Linked DNA regions of Mus musculus: region 2 is linked to region 1. A link is a contact called in public promoter capture Hi-C data. All regions are on one chromosome and are shown on one strand. The core of a region is the stretch at or near the end of the contact, and the rest is flanking DNA. Distances in the headings are between cores, read along the strand shown. Region 1 has its middle 5.2 kb from the start of Pzp. Region 2 overlaps Gm38906 (a long non-coding RNA gene).

Evidence for each region. Promoter capture Hi-C pulls out the DNA fragments that hold promoters and counts their contacts.
Region 2: a promoter capture Hi-C map of liver shows a contact between it and region 1, with 2.4 times the contacts expected there. The contact joins two enhancer-like sites. A contact is called at or near these places in 2 of 39 promoter capture datasets (both in liver) and 1 of 484 Hi-C or Micro-C datasets (liver).

The regions. Positions count from the first base shown.
Region 1 is chr6:128,528,555-128,535,380 of GRCm38.p6, forward strand. It overlaps the pseudogene Gm5318 and the pseudogene Gm8724. Among named protein-coding and RNA genes, the nearest start is that of Pzp, 5.2 kb to the left of the region's middle. Within about 2 kb of position 4,462, at least 11 of the 459 cell types and tissues checked have an H3K27ac peak or open chromatin away from gene starts, as enhancers often do. A contact at or near this core is called in liver, where this site is marked.
Region 2 is chr6:129,208,530-129,215,355 of GRCm38.p6, forward strand. Gm38906 (a long non-coding RNA gene) reads left to right here. Exons shown (of 4, transcript XR_869480.2): 2 at 518-583. Among named protein-coding and RNA genes, the nearest start is that of Gm38906, 18 kb to the left of the region's middle. Within about 2 kb of position 3,997, at least 48 of the 459 cell types and tissues checked have an H3K27ac peak or open chromatin away from gene starts, as enhancers often do. A contact at or near this core is called in liver, where this site is marked.

The DNA.
Region 1 (6,826 bases), core at 3,212-5,711:
TTGTTTGAAAATTCTTTCTTTTTTTTTTTTCCCAGATAGAAATTGTTTCTTTTTAATTGAGTACTTTGTTTAGACATTCCTCAGTTGGCTTCGGCTCTGGAAGCTGCTAGGTCCCCACCTCAATATCACAACTGAGTGAACATGGGCCCCAAGCCAGGGCTCTCAGAACAGCAACACAAGAAATTGTAAACCCAGTCTCTCCTTTCCCTTAGGAAGGACCGGGAGTCACAGGGTCCAATCCCACTCTGCAGCTGTCGGCACTGGAGCCTGGACTGCAAACCCAGACACACTTAGCTGTCAGGAATGAGGCGACAGCTACATGCACTCAGGCAAGCACCTGCCCACCAGCCTCTTCCAGTAGGAATGGACCCACTCTTAAAGGAGTTTGACATCTATTTACTTAATTTCCCAAAGAGGTGTAAAATCTACCAAAAGGGATACAATGAATCAGAACAGATCAGCTTTCTCAAGATAAACTTTCCTGAGTGACAACTTTTGCTTGCTGAGAAGCCTCAGCATGTTATTTCAAAGGGGCAAAATCCAGGGCAATCACGGAGTAGTACATCCAGGAGTGCCTAACATTTAAGGACAGGTTTATGCAGGACACAGGTGCACACATCCCCTTTTCTTCAGGCCAAGACCCCTGATCATTAAAATAAGTTATTTTGTACATTACAGTGCACAGAGGGAAAGGACTTTCACAGAGGTGACCAAACGACATTGTCTAGTAAGTCCCATGGTGAGTGGCAGCCATGTGGCCTTCAAGAGCTTGCCCCCTGCTCTTTGGCTGCAGAGACCTTAGTGTTAGCTGACTCCTCCACCGGCTCCACTGGCTTTGCCTCCTCTTCCTCCTCCTCATCTTGGGGATAGAGGTCCCGGTATTTCTGCATGCACTTTTGCATGGCTCGGAACTGGTCTATACAGCCTGATCCCTTGATATCCTCTGTGCTGTAGCGGAAGCAGGAAAAGGCAGACTTGAACTGCTCCTCACAGGGCCCGCTGGCCCGAGACATGGGCAATTCCGGTTAATATCTCCATTAGGGCAGTATCAACCCGTGCTCTTCATAGGGATCGTTGGGGTCATCAGCCACCAGCTCTGCACTGCTAGGAGGTTCATGGTCTTCTCTGGTCACAAATATGATCCGATCCTTCCCTTCCTGATGGCAGTAGGACGTGTTTGTTCCAGATGCTCACAGCTCCCAGAGGCTGCGGGTGCAGCTTAGTGGATACACCTTCCTTGCCTCTCCTCAGGCCTGGCGAGTGGTACCTGCTGAAAATTCTTTCTTTTTTTTAAAAATATTTTCTTTTTTCGAGACAGGGTTTCTCTGTGTAGCCTTGGCTGGCCTGGAACTCACTCTGTAGACCAGGCTGGCTTCGAACTCAGAAATCTGCCTGCCTCTGCCTCCCGACACTGCTCCACCAAAAATTATTTCTTTTTTTTTTTTTTAAAGATTTATTTATTTATTTATTTATTTATTATATGTAAGTACACTGTAACTGTCTTCAGACACTCCAGAAGAGGGAGTCAGATCTCGTTAAGGATGGTTGTGAGCCACCATGTGGTTGCTGGGATTTGAACTCAGGACCTTCGGAAGAGCAGTCGGGTGCTCTTACCCACTGAGCCATCTCACCAGCCCCAAAAATTATTTTTTAATGAAATTACATGCATATTGCATTTGGCTCCCTTGATGAGATTGTATATCTTTGGATAGATATTGATTATTGGTAGCATGAGGCAAATTTTTGACAACCTATTCTTTACCCTTTTTTTTCTATTCTATTTCCTATTGTGTAGACAGATAGACGCAATAAGAAAACATGTTCATCTAAAAAGATAGAAAAAAGGAGAGGCTCTGTCTGATCTTTTATATGTCATTTAATTATTTACATTTCAAGTTTGGAAGGCAGAGATCACATTATGATCTTCAATAAAATTAATTTTAAAATTTAATTTAGTATTAACTATGCTGTCAATCATTCTTTTGAAAGAAAGGCACTGAAAACCACTCAGTTGTAAAAGAGTCTGGAAATCTATCTGTTGAATCATTTTTACACCAATTCCCATGAGCTCACACCCAAGGCTCACTAGGACTTAGGGATAGCTACTGACTGCCTCTTTCTTTCTTTCTTTCTTTCTTTCTTTCTTTCTTTCTTTCTTTCTTTCTTTCTTTCTTTCTTTCTTTCTCTCTCTCTCTCTCTCTCTCTCTCTCTCTCTCTCTCTCTCTCTCTCTCTCTCTCTCTCTTCCTTCCTTCCTTCCTTCCTTCCTTCCTTCCTTTCTTCCTTCCTTCCTTCCTTCCTTCCTTCTTTCTTTTTTTTTAAGGAAAACACTTTGCAGTCCTGGTATTTTATTTCTTTGTGTACATTAGGCCATGAATTCATATGGAATGGGCTCCAACAGCTCAGGCTCTTTTCCGTTAGTCCTCACAAAGTATGCTTCTTTGGGTGGCGCAGGCTGGCGCTTCAGGTGCACCCAGGTGCCCTTCTCTTTGGCTTCCTTTTTCTTCTGGTCGTTCTCCTTCACCCGCTTCAGGAAGCTGTCTCTGCCCTTTGAGTGCTTGATGTGCTCAATCCGCACATTGATCCTCTTGGCCAGAATTTTGCCCTTAACCTGCTTGTTTACAATGATGCCCACGGCATGCTGGGTGACATTGTAGACTCTTCCGGTTTTGCCATGGTAGCACTTATGGGGCATTCCTTTTTGAACAGTGCCCATTCCCTTGATGTCTACAATATCACCTTTCTTGTAGATTCACATGTATGTGGCCAAAGGAACAACGCCATGTTTCCTAAAAGGCCTAGAGAACATGTACTGGGTGCCTCTCCTCTTTCCCTTTGTGTTCATCATTTTGGCGAGTTACTGGAAGATGGCTCGACTACCACTTTCTTAATTAAAGACTCAGTTTTAAGCCCAATATACTTAGCAAATCTGAATAAACGGAAATATCAGTGTACTGGCTAGTTTTGTGTCAACTTGACACAGCTGGGGTTATCACAGAGAAAGGAGCTTCAGTTGAGGAAATGCCTCCATGAGATCCAACTCTAAGGCATTTTCTCAATTAGTGATCAAGGGGGAAAGGCCCCTTGTGGGTGGGACCATTTCTGGGCTGGTAGTCTTGGGTTCTATAAGAGAGCAGGCTGAGCAAGCCAGGAGAGGCAAGCCAGTAAAGAACATCCCTCCATGGCCTCTGCATCAGCTCCTGCTTCCTGACCTGCTTGAGTTCCAGTCCTGACTTCCTTGGTGATGAACAGCAGCATGGAAGTGTAAGCCGAATAAACCCTTTCCTCCCCAACTTGTTTCTTGGTCATGATGTTTGTGCAGGAATAGAAACCCTGACTAAGACAATCAGCTTATTTATTTTTTGGTGTAACACAAGTATAAATAGACTTTTGATAATATAGCACTTCATGGAATGCTTTCATTTTATCAGAACCATGATCTATATATAGTTTAGCCTATTATCCGTCTATCTATCTATCTATCTATCTATCTATCTATCTATCTATCTATCTATCTATCATCTATCTATCTATCTATCTATCTATCTATCATCTATCTATCTATCTATCATCTATCTATCTATCTATCTATCATCTATCTATCATCTATCTATCTATCTATCTATCATCTATCTATCATCTATCTATCTATCTATCCATCTATCTATCTATCTATCTATCTATCTATCTATCTATCTATCTATCTATGCATGCCACATCTCTTAATAATCTAGATTTAAGTTGAGTACTTGTTAAATTAGTTTTTCATTTAATGAACTTAATGTACTCTTGTACTTCTCAGTTCTAGGGTAAGCAATCAGGGTGAGGACCTACTGTCTACAAATGTAAGACATCTCCCCTGGAGTTTCCTCCCACACTCTCTGATTTACTACTGTGTAGTTCTCAGCAGCAAATGGATGTCAGTTGGAAAAAGGCAAAAGATGGACTTTTAAGCAAGAATAGTCATTTAGACACAACTACAGGAAATTTCAGAATGAAACAGAAGAACTATTTTTATGTCACGATTTTCTCATACCAGAAGTAAATTTGAGTAAAATGGGTATTTGAAGCTTAAGTCAAACTGAAGATTCCTTGATTATAAGAGTTTCCACATATATTGATATTTTAAATTGCCTTTTTGTAAGAAACTAGAACGAAGGTCTTCACTCGAGGGCACATGTAAAATACATGGACAATGGGAAGAGGTTTTCACATACTGAAATAACTCTCGAGTCATGCTAACCGGGAGAGGCACCCGGGCTAACTGTAGGGCAGTGATTGCTGCAACAATCATATGATTATGTACACAATTTCAAGGGTTCCAGAAACTATGTTGAAATAGACCGAGGCCAAAGTTGAATTTGCGTGGGAGATTTTTGCCAAATGTCAAACATAAACCTTGTAGAGTCAGGGAGATAGCTCAGCAGACCAAGGCTGTGTCCAAACCCCGATGACTTGATTTTGAGCCTCAGATCACATAGTAAGAGGTAGTAATCCTTGTGCTCTGATCTCCACATGGGCACTATGGCAAGTGCCCGACCCCATAAAATAAACAAGTAAGTGTAAAATGATAAACCCGGTGGCATTCCAACAACTAGCATGCATTTATCAAGATTAACAAATCTATACTCTACTAACCATCGAAACTTCAGTGACAATGGCCAAAAGAGGCTGTTGTAAATAAAAAGCAAAACTGTGGCTGAATCACAGTATTAAATATTTACACCAGTAAGGGTTGGAGGAGTTGGTTTTTGTTTTTGTTTTTTTTTTCATTGCTGATAATTGTGGTATGTTAATTAGACAACAGATTTTTGAAATTAGCAAATAAAACTACTAAAAAAAAAAAAACCATGGAAAACATCATCACCCTTGGACATTGTTCTAAGCCAATGTCATTTCCCGAGAAGTATGTTTGCTGAGGGTTGAGCAATTGTGAGTGGGCTGAGAATGAACGTGTCCTACCCGTATTAGTGTGTACACTGGGGGAGCTGCATTTTGAACTACTGAGGCAGAAATCTGGGTTACATTTGCATATATTGAGACAGAGACGGAAGCTGATATGAGTACACGTGGCTTTAGAAATGAGGGTTCTAGGGAAAGACAGAAGTGGGAAGACTCATTGGGATAGCCCAGCTAGCACCGAATCTGGGCTAGCTCTCTTCTGTTGTGAATCTTGTTCTGGCAAAGAACAGAATGGAAAAGGGGGAGGATTACACAGCCCTCAGTGTATGCTCCTGAGCAGACTCTGGGAGGGAGGAAGAAGGACAGACAAAAAGGACATAAGGAATGCATGCATGATTTTTACTCTCCAAAGACACATGCTTTATGCTGTACAGTATCAGCATTCAGAGATCAAGTCGGGGATCATCAAGGGAGACACTGTTCACCCATTCTGTCTTTTTTTTTTCAAGATCTCAGTGGCACTCCCTGACTCTATTACACTTGATGAAAATGTTCTTGTAGAAAATTAGCCTTCTAACTGGAGTAAGATAGTGTAGTCTGCATTTCTCTGATGGCTAAGGATGCTGCATATGAAAAGAAAATGTTTCTCAGCTATTTTTATTTTATGTTTTAAGAACTTTATGTTTAGATCCACACCAAAATTTTAAATGGGATCTTTGTTTTCTTGGTGTTTACTTTTTCTTGTGTCCTTTGCATGTTCTAAATAATAACTCCCTGTCAGATATAGCTTATAAAGATTTCATTTTTCCTATTCAGTAGCCTGCCTCTTCACTCAGATGGCAGCATCCTTTGCCGATCAGAAACTTTGGGTCCCATTTATCATTTGTTGGTCTAAATGTTGATGCTTCCAGGGTCCATATGGACCAAGAACCTCAACATAAGACCTAGAACCTCAATTCTAATTATCATAGAAGATAGGCGACACAATTGAACTCACTGGTACAGGAAAGGGCTTTCTGAACAAAACTGGTACAAAATGGAGGACTCTGTTTTCTTAGTGAACTTTTTCTTCTCTGCCTGTTCTGGGAATCCCAACCCATGCTCTGCCTGGGGAATGTCACGTAATCCCTGGCGAAATCACAGGTTCAACTTCCTGGAACACTTCTCTGTGCAAAGAAGACCTTAACCAAGACCAACACCTTAAGCCTCAGCAATGGAAACTTCATTCTAAGAAGAACCTTTTCCAGTCTCTAAGGTATATATATACATATATATGTACATATACATATATATACACACATACACATACATATACATACACACATACATACACATACACACATACATATACATACACACACATACACACATACATATACATACACACATATACATACACACATACATATACATACACACATACATATACACACATACATATACACACATACATATACATACACACATACATACATATACATACACATACACATACATACACACATACATATACATACACACACATACACACACATACACACACATACATACATATACATACACACACATATATGTATGTGTGTATATATGTGTCTCTATCTCTCTCTCTCTCTCTCTCTCTCTCTCTATCTCTATCTCTCTCTCTCTCTCTCTCTCTCTCTCTCTCTCTATCTCTATCTCTATCTCTATCTCTATCTCTATCTCTATCTCTATCTATCTATATCTCCCTGGTTAACCCCAAATAAACTGTATGTGTACAAGCCAGAATTAAGTAAAGCCCGGTGTGCAGTGGCATCTGGACACACTGAGAGGGAGGAAACAGAAGACCCTGAATCAAAGCTGGACCCAACATTCATCCGACACTGGCCCCCTTAGGTTTGTAGCCATATTATAATGCAAAAATGCATTCAGTCCAACTTCAAAAGT
Region 2 (6,826 bases), core at 2,747-5,246, 680 kb after region 1:
CACATTGCGACTTCCTACAGAGCAATCGGGCCACAGGTCATAGAATCTCAAATGGCATTGGGTTGGGTGAATACCTTGTGAATACAGTTCTCACAAGGCCCAATTTCATCTTCAGTACTGAAAACTTCATTTATACTGTATCAGTTATTGGACATAGGGATGCATGTGGAACTAATCAGGACAACTTGACTCGGACATCACATTTACACAGTTACGTGGAGTTATTTTTAGTCTTCCTTCTTTTGATAATGTGTGTTTAATTAAGCTTCTGTAATGTCTCAGACATATTCGCTTCACTTCTATCTCTTTGAAACTTCCTTAAACTGGAAGGTATTTTCTCAACCTTATAAATTACTTTCCTATTTAGCTGACACCTACAGATATTTCAGCTGTAAATCATACTAGTACTTCCTAACCCAAGTTCTTGACTCTGAATTTTCTTCTATCAGTACTCACAGAGAAAATTATTGCCTTTTCTGACTTCTCAGAACAAGCCAAAAACAAGTGTGATTTTCAGTTTCAGGTGACCCTCATACAGGGTAACTGTGGCCCTCCTGGCACCGTGGCTGGTAACAATCTAGAGGTGAGTGGATGTTAAGTGATTATTCATATCTTTATAACCCCATGACTCATTTACAGGTAACTTTTAACATAAGAACTATATTAGTAAGGTAGAAACCGAAAGATTTTAAACTAGTTGAGCCCTTGGCAGTAAGTTTTGACCTTTGTTCGTCTTACTTTTTCTTGTTTTTACAGAAGTTTCCAGCAGATCATTTGACTATATCTTCTTCCACTTTCGGGGAACTTAGACATATTAACCTCTTGCCCAAAAGCTCATCTGGAAGGCGAAACTATTAGTCTCAGCTTCATTGGCTAAATTAGAACATTTACTGAAATGTGTCATTACTATGTCTGGAGTGCAGTGAGTGGCTAACAGTAAGCTGAAGTTTTATGTTGTCTCAAAAGAAGGTGTCTCAGTGGTGGGTTGTCCATTAACCTGGCTTTCTGTTTGGGGATTTTTAATTTTTATTTTATTTTTCTGTCACAGGGGTAAGAAGCTGTGAGCTGCCAGTCAATACAATGTTGATTGCCTATTTTGTTGTATTTTAGAACCATTAAGCATTGAGCTGGCCCAAGGGTCAGGACCCTGGATGCAGGGGAAAGGAGTGTCTAAGTTACTCCTGGCATCAGCTCCTATGAAGGTCCACCAGAGAAGTAGAATTTATTTATTTAATTAAAAATTTTTTTTTCGAGACAGGGTTTCTTTGGAGAAGTAGAATTTCTACATAAAAGCTAATGGAAATTATTGTGGGGTATCCAACAGAGAACACTGCCTGGATTAAAATTTAAGCCAATAGAAATCTTTATCAGCTGGCTGGAGAGCATACTTGGTATTCAGGATCCCAGTGTACCACCAAGCCTTTATGAAAAAAAAAAAATCCCGGGTTGACACACTTCAGTTAACAAGCACATTTAGTCAGAAGCAGAATTAAAGAAGTAAAAAAGAGCAAGGTTAGTCATTTAGGGGCATTTCCATCACTATGGACTTTGATGGATCAGGTCTTTGTTTTCATTTTGGCAGGTGGTACCATCTATGTGCTGAGTTTAATGGCCTGAATGGTACTTCAATCATGGAGTCAGTTGTGCCAAGGTCTGGGCACTTGTTACAGAAGCCTAAAAATTAAAAAAAAAAAAAAGTGTAAGAATTGATAGCAATGGGTTTCAAATCAGATTGGTCCCTGCAGAAAGGAGTATTGATATGATATTGGTGCCATGCTGATAAAGAGTAGCCATCAGGCTGAAGCACAAGGAGCCAAGACAGGAGACAATATACAAAATGGTAGGACAAAGATGAATGAATCTAAAAGGAGCAAGAGAAGTTGCAGGAAAGAAAGAGGGTGGCAAGAAAGACATTTTGTCTGGAAAGATAGTAATCACTATATTCTCAAAAGAAAATAGCAAGCCAGACAAGAGCTGTCTGAGTTAAAGAAACAGATGAGCCTTCAGGCAGCCATGGGGCTGGTTACCACATTACAAACAAGGATGTTGGGTTTTTTTTCTTTTCCTGTTTAGTAGATGTGATAAGACGCTGTGGTATAGCAACTGCATTACAGATAACTCAAATTTTCCATCCCTTTGAAAATAACCTTCTTTGTTTTTTATGCTAGCTCGGTAGTCGTGAAGTATGGCGTTTCAAAATATCATGAACTTAATCTCTTTTATCTTAATTATCTTCTTTAGTTAGCTCACAAAATAATGAGATAAATTATGGCATTTCATGCATGTAGATTTCTATGGATGTAGATCATTGTGCTTTGTTGGGATCCACCCTTCTATCAAGCTCCTTTACCTTCTATCATGCTCCCTTTACCTTCCACTGATGACACCTCAACATATATTATACATTCAAGTGTAGATTTTTTTTTTGTGTAACCCTAAACTGGGTTGTTGGGTTGTTATTGTTTTATATATATATATATATAGTTTTATATATATATAACTATATATATAGTTATATATAGTTATGTATATAAAACAATATATATTATATCAATATATAAATTATATATACACATATATACATACACATATATATATTTTCCCCCCTATGGGAGAATGAAGAGTTTTAAGTTTCTTAAGTTAGTTTTATTATTTGCCTTCCTTGGCCATAAGGTGTTTTTGAGGGAACACTTAAGTATATATTCCCCACTTTTTTTGGTGGTTACCATTGATAGGAATGAATTGCAATAATAGAGGGTTATCCTCAAGGATTCTGTGAAATGTACATCTCCCAGAAGACAGTGATACCATTGGAGAAGACTGGGGTGGAGTGAGTCATCTGATTAACATATGAAATAAGCTAGTTGGGAAAAAAAAGAGTAGAAACTAATTTGGGGCTACAGAATAAAGCATGGGAAAGAAAAGCCTGGGGAGTCTCAGGGGAAGGTGGTGCTATATATAAATGACCTATAAGTGTCATGGCTCTGGGGCAAGAGTTTTCAGCCTCAGGCTTCCCCCTCCTTAGTTCTCTAGATCACTTCCATTTTCCAGAGTGACTTTCTCTTCTTTAATAAATCGTCTCAGTTTCTATCACTCACTATCCATGTGCTCACAGTCCACTTCTGTTTAGGACAAAAAAAAAAAAAAAAAAACAAGAAAAGAAAAGAAAAGGAAAGGAAAGGAAAGGAAAGGAAAGGAAAGGAAAGGAAAGGAAAGGAAAGGAAAGACAAGACAAGACAAGACAAGACAAGACAAGACAAGACAAGACAAGACAAGACTGTCAGCAGATGTCCTATGGACTCTGGTCCACACCTACAACAATATTTCATATTGGTTGGTCAGACTTTTTAATAAGTCTTGACTGCTAACAGAATAATACCCCCAAGTTATATACAACAAACTGATAACTTACTTGCAGCATAGAAAATAACTAACTGTGGTGGTTTGAATAAAAATGGCCCCTGTAGGCTCATCTATTTGAATTCTTGGTCACTAGGGAGTGGCAATCCTTGAGAGGGATTAGGAGGTGTGGTCTTGTTGGAGTGGGTGTGGTCTTCTTAGAGAAGTGTGTTACTGGAGGTGGGCATTGGGGTTCAGAAGCCCAAGCTGGGCTCAGTGGCTTTTTCTGCTGCCTGCAGATCCAGATGTAGATTTCTCAATTCTCCAGCACCATTTTTGGTGCATGTCTCCATGTTCCTTGTCATGATGACATGGATTAAACCTCTAAAAATGTAAATCAGTCCTAATTAAATGATTTTTAGTTAGCATTGTTGTGGTCTATTGTGCCAGGAAGCATTTGTGAACCCCAAAAGACCACTAAGGAGCCATCTCCAATGTAATAATATTAGGGTCCCTTTATTACAAGCTCAGGCTTGGGCTCTTCTCCAGCCCAACCCTGACACAGCAGGACAGAAAGGGAAGGTGGAGCAGCCCTGAGCCCTCAGCAGGACAAGTTTTTAATAGGAAAATAGGAGCAAGCAAGAGGGTAAGAAAGGGGGTGTCTAGTCTGGCAAGCATCTAATTGAATGGCTATAAGCCAATAGGTGGGTGCTCTGAAGCAAGACCATAGAAAGTTACAAATGGTCTGAAAGTACATGTGAAACAGTCAGATTAATCTTTAACTGTTGCTAGGAAGTAGCCAGGGAGCAACTCTGGCCAAGGACAAGTCATGAGGTCAAATTCTACTGCAGGTCAAATTCTCAAGATTTTTTTTTTTCTTTATTTTTTATGATGGAGGCCAATTCCCAGATGGATGAGGTTTGGCATCTCATAGCTGTGGTGTCTCAGCAATAGAACACTGAGACTATGCACAAGTCTAATACATGTTTTTTCATCATACCATGCCTAAATACATACTTGCTCTTACTTTATTAACATCCTTTATCATAGCTTATCAAGTTGCCAGATTAAACAATAGCCAGGGTTGAATTCAGGAGCACAGGTGGAGGGAACAGTGTGAGGGTAGGCTGCTTGGGTCTGAGCCTTGGCTTTTTTATTGAAACTGTTTTATAATCTCAGTAAATGAAAATTGTGTGTTGATTCCCAGGGTTGCTGTAATGATTAAACTGCATATTAAGTACAGAGTGGATATTATTTGTAAGAAAGTTCAAATTAGTCTCTTGACAAAATGTAACAAGCTTAGTAGTAGAGTGCCTGTCTAGCATGCACAATGCACTGGATTCAATCCCTATCACCACTAAAACAAAGCCCAAGTGAGGCTTCTTATGATCCTTGAGTCAAAATGCTCTACTTTGTAGTATTCTGGGATACGAAAGGATGCTAATGTATAAGTCACATAAACTATATATCCTTAGCTATAACAAGAGGAAATAAAAGAGACAATTATAAATAGAGAAAATCAACACTGTATTTGGATTAAATAATTATGGAAATATAAAGTACTTAGATTATTCCCATTGAAGGAAAAAGACTTTAAAACTGCTATTGCTTTCCTTATGATAACTAGAAATCGAGCACCATTGTCTTAGATTACAGGAAAAGATGAAGCTAAGGGTAAATTCTGTTATGATCACTGGGTTAAACATTACTCAAACTGCCATTTGCTTGAATGGCCAACTAAAATAGAATGATTATTCTTTATCACATTTGAACTTTGCAACACAAATATAAAGAAGGAAGAAAGTCTATTTACATTTGGCTAATGTCCATCTGGCTGTCCTCTAGGCTAGGGACAAACATTTTATATTACTTCCTTATTAAATGCATGTGACCAGAACAAATCCTTAAAACTATTAGGGAGGTTATTATCATAACCTCCTGCAGTCTCTAGTGTATGTCATGATCTTCCAGTTATTTCAGCATGTTCCAGAATTTTTATTTATTTAATTATTTTATCAGATAGATCAAATATAGCTAGTTTTTCTGGCAGACAATGCCTTTCTTGTTGAACATACCCTAGAAGCACCAAGAGAGATCTTCATGGATGAAGATATGTTCTATAGTGTAGATAGGAAGCAAAGGAGGCAGGGTATTATGAAAACTTCCTCAACTATCAGACCAAACATACATAACAACCAAAACCTTTGTACATTCAGAAGTGATATTAATGCAAGCTTTCCAGTGTCTCTAACAAGCCGTAGTCAGCAACACTCAAGATAATCCGCACATAGGCAATTCCCATTTCTGTGCATATTCTTTTATTACCCCACATGGGTTTATCATTTCCTGACATTTTGAACTTAATATTTAGAGAGGGCTTCATTCAAAGATCATAGACTAGAGGCTGCCTCAAGTGTGAGCCAATAAAGATGAGAGTCAAAATAAGAAAAGTCAGAAGAGATATAGAGGAAAGGTTTTGGGTCTGGATTGGGGGAAAAAAACAAGTAACAGCTACAAAGGAGAGAGAGAGAGAGAGAGAGAGAGAGAGAGAGAGAGAGAGAGAAGCTGATTCTACCTGGCAAACACTACTCTACCCTCCCTTCATATCAGGCAGAAGGAACAAGGAAGAGGAACTAGGAGGTTAGGAGGAGCTCGACATTTCTGCTTGGCTCCTCAGGTGGATTGACTAGTCCTACCATCAAGGCATTGGAAGAAGGTGGCCCGAAAGGGCAAGCACCCAGTGTACTCAGAAGCAGTTCACTAAGATGTGAGGTTGAACCCAGGCAGAGCAGGAATTGATCCCCAAGGACTTTGAGCAAGTTCTAGATGGAAGGTTGGAGGAGGAAATACCAAGCAAGTGGAAGCTGCAGAAAAGCTTCCACAGTGATTCTTATACCTCTTAAAATAGACTTGCAACCTGAACAGGTTGGAAGAAGTATAGGGGCCCCTGCACACTCATGAAAGGGAATATTAATAAATAGGACATAGTAAACACTAAAGTGCATAAAAGGCCACCCAGGCCCTGGCATAATAAGGATGGAGGCTCAGTACCCCATCTCACATTGAGATAGATCTCCCAAATTAAAAAACCAGCAGAGAAAACTTATAGTTGAATTAAACAGTAAATCCATTGGATTTCATAGAAGTGTATAGAATGTTCCACAGAACAGAAAGAAAATAGTTTTCACAATGACCCATAGACCTTCCATTAAAACTGACCATGCCATTGGCCGTGAAGCAAACCTTAATAAATTGAAAAACAACAAAATAAGTCCTCAAGTATTTCTAGGCGACAGTGGGATGAAACTAGAGGTCAATAGCTAGACTGGCCTCAGAAACACACACACATACTTCTGAGATAGAACAACACAACACTGTTTTGAACAATGGGCTGTTGATGAAACCAGGGAGGAATTGGAAGAGTTCCCAATATTCAATGGAACTAGAACAAAGGGATAGGGAGATGACTTAGTGGGTAGAGTGCTTA